Regions from separate parts of the Sus scrofa genome. Here region 1 is linked to region 2. Evidence: chromatin contacts called from public Hi-C data. All regions are on one chromosome and are shown on one strand. The core of a region is the stretch at or near the end of the contact, and the rest is flanking DNA. Distances in the headings are between cores, read along the strand shown.

The links. Hi-C and Micro-C count contacts between places; a contact is called where the count stands out from the background.
Region 1: a Hi-C map of epiblast stem cells shows a contact between it and region 2, with 3 times the contacts expected there. The contact joins the promoter of NKX2-2 here to the promoter of NKX2-4 in region 2. A contact is called at or near these places in 3 of 47 Hi-C or Micro-C datasets (embryonic fibroblasts, epiblast stem cells and undifferentiated spermatogonia).

What each region holds. Positions count from the first base shown.
Region 1 is chr17:29,277,671-29,281,246 of Sscrofa11.1, forward strand. It overlaps NKX2-2 (homeobox protein Nkx-2.2), which reads right to left and starts at 1,902. Exons shown (of 3, transcript XM_021077994.1): 1 at 376-1,902. The coding sequence starts at 634.
Region 2 is chr17:29,199,298-29,203,295 of Sscrofa11.1, forward strand. NKX2-4 (homeobox protein Nkx-2.4) reads right to left here and starts at 2,001. Exons shown (of 2, transcript XM_021078193.1): 1 at 1,273-2,001; 2 at 1-937. The coding sequence starts at 1,726. The coding sequence ends at 321.

The sequences.
Region 1 (3,576 bases), core at 652-3,151, 78 kb after region 2:
TGGCTCGCTCCAGTGCTCCAGGCCAGTCCCTCCCGGCTGTCGGAATGGGGGAGGGGGCTCGGGCCAGAGCCGTCAGTCCCGGTTGACGTCTGTAACCAGCCCTTGGGAGGTATTCCCCTCCCCCTCTTCTTCCTAATTTCTCTTTTTTGGGGAAAAAAAAAAATCCGAGTCCAAGTCTTTTTCCTGGACCAGAGGGGCTTGACGAGGAGGGAAGAGTTGGGGCATCGTAAACAAGCGTTAAAAATCTTTCCCGGGGCGCAGGGTACGGGCTGTGGTTTACAAGGCTCCTTCCCGTTTCCCCCCGGCATCCGGCTCAGGCTGCGGCCACAGGAATAGAGGCGGTCACAGCCGCCGCGGCCAAGTTTCGCTACTTACGGGAGTACTGGAGACCTTCGGTGCTGGCCAGCCAGCGCGTGTACGGGTTGTCGCTGCTGTCGTAGAAGGGGTTTTTCAGGGGCAGGCTCTGCACGGTGTCCAGGGCGCCCGGCCCCAGCGGCCCGGCCCTCTTGGCGGGCTCCCGCCCCTCACTTTCCTCCTCGGGCCCTTCGGCCACCGAGCCCTCCTCATCGTTGGTGTCTGGCAGGTCCAAGATGTCCTTGACCGAAAACCCCGTCTTCGTGTTGGTCAGCGACATGGCCGGGACCCCGCAATTTATGCCGCAAAGTTGTAGCTTCACTTGGTCAATTCGTGGCGCTCTCAGTCGGGGCGGGGGAGGGGATATGGGGAGAGGGGTTGGGGGAGGGGAGGGGGGATGGGCTTTAATTATTGAGATTATTATGTTTAGGAAAGAGAAAGAAACTCTGGGAAAGGGTGGGGAGGAAAAGAAAAAAAAAAAAGAAAAAAGCCCAACGCGTTGCCTATGTCTTCTCTGCAAGCACTCGGAAATGGACGCGGGGAGTCGGGCGGCCTGCGCGCCGAGCGCCGCCGGCCGGGCCCGAGTTTGTAACTCCAGGAGGGGTGCCAAGGCGGCGTCAGCTCCGGCTCCGGCGGCCGCTCGGCGCGCGGTGGCGGCTGGTGGCGAGGAAAAAATGGGCCATTGCCCGAGCGATCAGTCCATATAAGGCTGGGCTCCACTCACGAACCTGGGGAGAGGGGGGGAAGAGGGGGAGAAAGAGAGGGAGGGAAAGAGAGAGAGAGAGAGAGAGAGGGAGGGGGAGCGAGAGAGGGAGCGAGAGAAGGGTGGAAAAAAGGAGGGGGGAGACATTAAAACGCAAAGGTTGGACACGTGTGGGCGGGTCTTGGAAGTCAAGTGGATGAAGACTGTATTTGCAGATGTGAAATTGTGGGTTTTGGGGAGCTCCGCGCTCCCAGCCAACGGCCCTCTAGAGCAAGATGAGAGGTGTAACGTGTCAATTAATTGCAAAGACGGGGCGAGCCTTTTTTTAACCCAGTATTTACATACAAAGGACCACCGCGTCGCTCGCGAGTCCACACACTTGAAAGGGCCGTTTTAACAAATTGCATCTTAAAAAAAAAAAAAAAGCGGGGGAGGAGGAAAGAAAACAAAACAGAAACCCGGAGGAGGAGAGGAAAAAAGAATCCTCCTTAACATTCACCGGTTCCTCCCTCCCCGCCCCCGCGCGCCCGCCCCCAGCAAGCCGGAAAATTGGCGATTTGTGGCGCCTTTGGAAAAGGGGGAGGGGGCGAAAGCTGAGCCGCGGAAATCTCTCCTTCCCATCGCTGGCGGTTCCCTAAACAAGATCCGGTTCAAATGGCAAGAGCCCAACTTCTGTAAGCCTCCTAGGTCAATATTTTGGTTGAGGCTTAAGGATGAGTACTAGAAATGACAAGGCAAGTAATTGATTCTAGTTAACGCAGAAAGAGCCCGAAACCCAGGAGAGGGATCGCCTCGGGGCTGGCCGGAGCCACCACCAATCGACCCCCCCGCCCGCCCCGCCACCCTTTATTTGCTAAAGACATTTATTTCTTTCTCCTCGCCTCCCCTCTACCCCTCCAGCCCTGAGCGTCCGAGCAGGACCGAGCAGTTCACTTTCTGCTACGCGGGCGCCCGGGGAGGGGCGGTGGGGGTGGGGAGGTCTCACTCTGGCCGCGCTCGGCCAGGGCCCTGCTGCCTCCCAGCCCCGCGGGCCGCCTCTCCGGGTGGAGGCAAGGGCAGACGGCCCCGCGCCCTCCCTGCCCCCTATTATGCCTCCCTCTCCAGCCTCCGGCGGCAGTGGAGCGGCGGGAAGCGAGAGGGGAGGGCTGACGGGGCGGGGGCGCAGTCTCCGGCCCGGGTGAGGGCCCCGAAAACCGCGGGGGAGGGGGTCTTAGGGCGGGAGGTGGTGCGGCGATTTCTCCTGAGTTTTCTTCATCCTCGCGATTCCTTTCGGACGCCCCAGAGGCGCGTTCTGGGGATGCACCCCAGCTTCCTAGCTGGACTGAGGTTTGTGTGCAGGTCCCCACCCCTCGCCCGCCTGGGAACTGAACTTTCTCGGGACCACACCTCCTCCTCCCAGCCGCCGAGGACAAGTCCACGCCGCACTGCCCACCCCTCCTTCCAGATTTGGGGGGGGGTGCTACCTGATGCTCGTCCGCCCCAGAGGAGCTTCGGGACGGTGCTTTGCCTGGGGGCGGGGAGGGGCGGGAAAGGCCGCCGCGGGAGTTGGGGTTTGGCCACCCCCTTGGCCCTCCGCCGGGGCGCTTTCTCGCCGGCCGAGCGCAGCACCCGGGCGCCTGTCCTTCCCGGGCTCAGCTGCGGCCGCCGCGCCCCAGTCGCCCCCGAGTTGCCAGCGCCCGGCGAGGGCGCCTCTCCCCGAGCCGCTGGGCGGCTTTCTGCAGCCCTCGCTGCCTCGCCCCCAGTATGTGACGTGGGTGACAATGGCCCAGGTTAGAGCGAGCCCCTCGTCGGCGCGTCCTGGGTGGTCGGACCCGGGCAAACACAAATACAAACCGATTGCTAAGCTGCGGACAATGAGCGAAATGTAGACAAATGTCCCGCTCCCGTTGGAAGCCTTTGTCCCGGCTCGGTTTTTGCATTTATTTCAGTGGCGAAATAATACATGATTGACGCTCTCTTTCAATGTGTCCTAACTGTTTGGAATAAATCTAAGGTTGTTCCTAGTTGTCATGGCATTCAACCCTTTTCAATGGACTATCTCTTCATTCATTTCTGAATCCGTCCACAATATTAAGGAAACCCCTTCATGTCGACGCTCCCCATTCCTCTCTTTCTCCTCCTACTTTTCCTTTTCTCCTTTCTCCCCCTCCTTCCCCCCTTTTTTCCCTGCAAGAATTAGAAAGTGGTTTGAATCGTGTTCCTCGAACCCATTACTTTTCGTGCTTTTTCCCCTTTTCTCTTTCCAGTCTGCCTTTCCCAGCCTCCCTCTGCCGCGCCTCCCTCTCCCCCCCTTCACTGGGGAGCTCCCTGCCCCGCGCAGCCTGGAGGAGGGAAGTTGGGTCTCCAGGCGTGGCGGGGGCCCACAGTTTGGAAACAGAGGCTGTCTGGCCTGCCCTGGCCATTGTTACTCAGCTGCTAAATAAATAACTGGTGAGGAAAAGTTCCTCAACCCAAGCTTTGCAGAAAAATAATCATCCCGGTCCCTCTCTTATTCCTCTGTCCCAAGGGAGGGCTGTCTC
Region 2 (3,998 bases), core at 751-3,250:
AAGAATTCATTGTTAAAGCTGGGTTGATCTGCAGAGCTACAAACACCAACGAAGTTTCTTCCAACGTTTAAAACTCCGAGAGCTTTGGTTAGGGACGTGGTGGATGTGGACTCAGCCGGCTTTTCACACAATTTAGGAACTTCTAGAAGGAGGAAATCACCACCTCAAAGCCTCCGGGCGTGAAACTCATTATTCAATCCCGGGGTGGTCGCCGTCCCACCTCCGGCAGAGAGGCTGGAGCCTGCCCCTCTCCAGGGAGCGTCCGTACTCGGCCGCCGTGCGGAGTCCGCCCCGGCGCGCCTCCCCGCCGGCACGCGCGGTCACCACGTCCTGCCGTAGAGCAGGTTGGCGCCCAGCGTGCCGCCGCCGAAGTCCCCCGCGGTCGCGTCCAGGGCTGCCAGGCCGCCCCCCGGGCCATGCAGCGCGGGCGGGCTCGGAGACAGCTCCTCCAGCTCGGGCGCGGGCGTCGGCGCGGGCGGCTGCGGGCCGGCTTGGCCGGGCGTCGGCGGGCCGGCCCCGTTCTGGCAGGGCTTGCCGTCCTTGACCAGCACCGGCACGGCCACGCGGCGCGGGGACGGTGGCGGCGGCGGGCCCAGGCCGGCCTCCTGCTGCAGCTGCTGCGCCGCCTTGTCCTTGGCCTGCCGCTTCATCTTGTAGCGGTGATTCTGGAACCAGATCTTGACCTGCGTGGGCGTCAGGTGGATCATGCTGGCCAGGTGCTCGCGCTCGGGCGCCGACAGGTACTTCTGCTGCTTGAAACGCCGCTCCAGCTCGTAGACCTGCGCCTGCGAGAAGAGCACGCGGCGCTTCCTGCGCGGCGCCGCCGCCGCCGCCGCCGCGTGCAAGGGCGCCAGCGACTTGGCGGCATCCGCGATGCCCGTCAGCGACCCCATGCCGGTCACGTTCACGCCCGCCGACGGCCCCATGAACCTGGAGACTGGGGAGGGGCCCAAGGAGAAGCCCGGTCAGCCTCCGCCCAGCTTTTCTTGCGCCCTGGCGGCCGCGACGCCAACCGGACCGCGGCCGGGGTCGCAGGACGCCCGGCGCCCCCCACACTCCCCCAGCTGGGTCCCAGCGCCCCCACCCCACCCCCGCGCGCGTGCAGGGTCCCAGGACGTCCCGCGCGCTCCCGGCGGGATCCCAGCGCGCGCAAAGTTCCAGGGCGCCCCGCGCGCCCGTGGCCAGGTCCCAGCGCCCCCCGCGCCCCGCGCCGTGGCAGGAAAAGCCCGCGCCGTCCGCTGCCCTCCGTCCCGCGCGCCTGGCCCCGCTCACTTGACGAGTAGCGCGGGTCCGGGTTGGCGCCGTACCAGCCGGTGGCCGCGGCAGCCGCGCCTCCCCGCATGCCGTCCGTGTAGGCGGGCAGCTCGCCCATGTTGCCCAGGCCGCCGTTGCAGTAGCCACCCATGGCGCCGTGCGGGAACTGCGAGACGCCTGGCGGCATGTGGTAGGTGGCGGCCGCCGCCGCTGCCGCCGCCGCCGCCGCAGCCGCCGCCGCCGCGTTGTGGCCCGCCATGGCGTGCGGGGGCTGCATGCCCGCCACGGCCGCCGCCTGGGAGGACGGACCCGGCGGCGGCGCGCGGTAGGCGGCGGCCGCGGCCCCCAGGGACGCCCCCAGGCCGGGCGGCGCGCTATCCATGGCGCCGCCGAACTTCTTGTAGGTCTCCTCGATGGGGCTCAGGATGTCGGACACGGAGAAGGGCGTCGTGTGCTTGGGGCTCAACGACATGGCTCGGCGGGCGGCCAGGTAGGGGGGCCCGGGGCGGGCGCGGGCGGGACGCGGCGGCCACTCGTCGCCGCCACCTCGGCCACGGCGGCAGCGCCTGTGACCAGGAGTCGCGGCGCGGCGAGCCCCTAGAGCTGCGGGATCTGGGGTTTATTTTAGTCCGGCGCCAGGTTTACGACAGACTCGGGGGGCGGAGCAATATCCCAAACGAGCAAACAATGGTCATTGACATCTTTTTCTCTCGCCCCCCCCCGCCCCCCCATAGTGGAGGCAGAAAAGGTAAAGGGAGCAGTTGGGTGTTTCTTGAAAAGATCACCCCCACCCCCTTTGCTTTCTCCGACCTTCCCCGCCTCCATCCCAGCGGTTACCCCGGCCCTCGAGCCCCAGAAATAAAACTCCGAGGCCGGCGTTGAGTCTTGACCTGAAGGACTCCGCACCTCTGGCCATCCAGACCCCAGGTTTCCTAAAGTAACTTCGTAGAAGAGTCCAGTATAATTGAGGTGGCGGCGTAGGGGGTGCGGGGGGGGCGGTATGCAGGGCTTGCCGAGTCCTCTCCAGCTACCAGCCTCTCACTCGCTCCATCGTCTACTAAAGTGTTAAAAAAGAAAAGAAAAGGGAAAAAAAAAAAAAGAAAAGAAAAGAAAGAAAAAGGCTCTTGGGTCCCACCGTAAGAGCGCATAAAGAGCTGAGGTACAATGACCGTTCTCTGCCATTGTCGGGCTTCTAATTTATGCATCTTTAGACTCTTAAGCATCATTTTGTGGGCAGCCAAACGGGCCCTTCCAAATTAGCTCAAAGTATCCAAATCCAAAGATGAGAGAAAACACACAGGGATACAGATGCACAGATGCTAACTTGTAAGTATTCTGTTTCTACTCTGTGGGGATGGAGGTTGGATTAGGGAATCAGGGTACATTTTTTCATCTGTTCCAATGTTTCCTGTTCATTTTTTACCTGTGAAGTTCTTTACAGGTTTCTTTATCTTTGTTTTTTTTTCCTGCGCCCCTGCCTCAAGTAAAAGTGTCCAACTTAGGGTTTATTGGCATATCATTACAGTGAAAGGAAAAAAAGAAGAAAAAGAAAATCCAAATATTTCTAGCTAATCAAAATGCATCTTTTTATTGTTCTTTGAAAAACATAAACTACTCAAGGAATATGAAATGGATGCTGAGGTCAGGTGAAAATGGTAATTTCTCTTGAAAAATATGCAACTGTAGATAAAGTGATTTTTTAAAAAAACTTTGTCAGCCTTTGATTTGCAAATGTACCTGCACAGCAAAGAAGAATTTAGACATTGTGAACTTTCCACTGAATACTGAGCACGACAAAGAATAGGACAAAAGAAGTGTGCAAAGCATATTGATTAAATTTTGAAACAGCCCTTCAGTTAAAACAGAAAAACAAAGACGCAGTTTTTAAGTTTTCTTGACCAGGACACCAAAAAGAAAAACAAGGAGAGTGCTTTCTTAAGCAAGATTTTATTGTTTTAAAAAGAACACGGTGTATGAAAACGATTCCAGTTGAACCTAATAGGACATAAAACCCAATGGCACATGTCTTGAAGGGAAGAACAGTTACCTACTCCTTGTTTGGTTTCAGCCCTTTGGTTGGAGTGTCTTCCGTGGTTTTGGTCTTATTGTTTTAAAAATTGTTTTGTTCATTTCAGCAAGTTTTCTAAAGACTCTGGGCACAGGGGATGGGGCAGGGAAGGGACCAATATTCATCTACGGGAAGAAAGTGTCAACCAGGCAAGTGTGGAGAGTACTAGTATTTTAAAATGCTGAAAGAACAAAAGACAAGGTACCATTGATTGTTTGCAGATGTCACTTAGGCTACAAATTTTTAAATTTTGTATTTTATATGCTACAATTTTAACATGATGCTACTCTTACAGGTCTTTCCTGAACTTGAAACACTTGGGCTAGGTCTTCATCTTCACCTGCGCTGGAATTGCCTGCTTAGTTGTTTTGTTTTGTTTTAATAGCAATACACAAGCATTTATATGTGTATTTAGTGGTTGCTGTAATCTTGAAAACTGCAGTTTGGCTTCTAAGTTTTGGTTTAATTCAAATTTTATTGCTTACTTGATTCACATAAATCAAAAATAGTAGAAAGTCTTTCCCTTTAAACTTGTCTCAGAGATAACAGGGTAAGTAAAAGTAGTTGTTATAACATCTATGGATATACAAGTCGCTCGTGAACCATTAAATTTTATTTTTCAAGTTCAAACATGTTTCAGAAATGAAACCTATTAATAATCTTCATGTCGATTAGT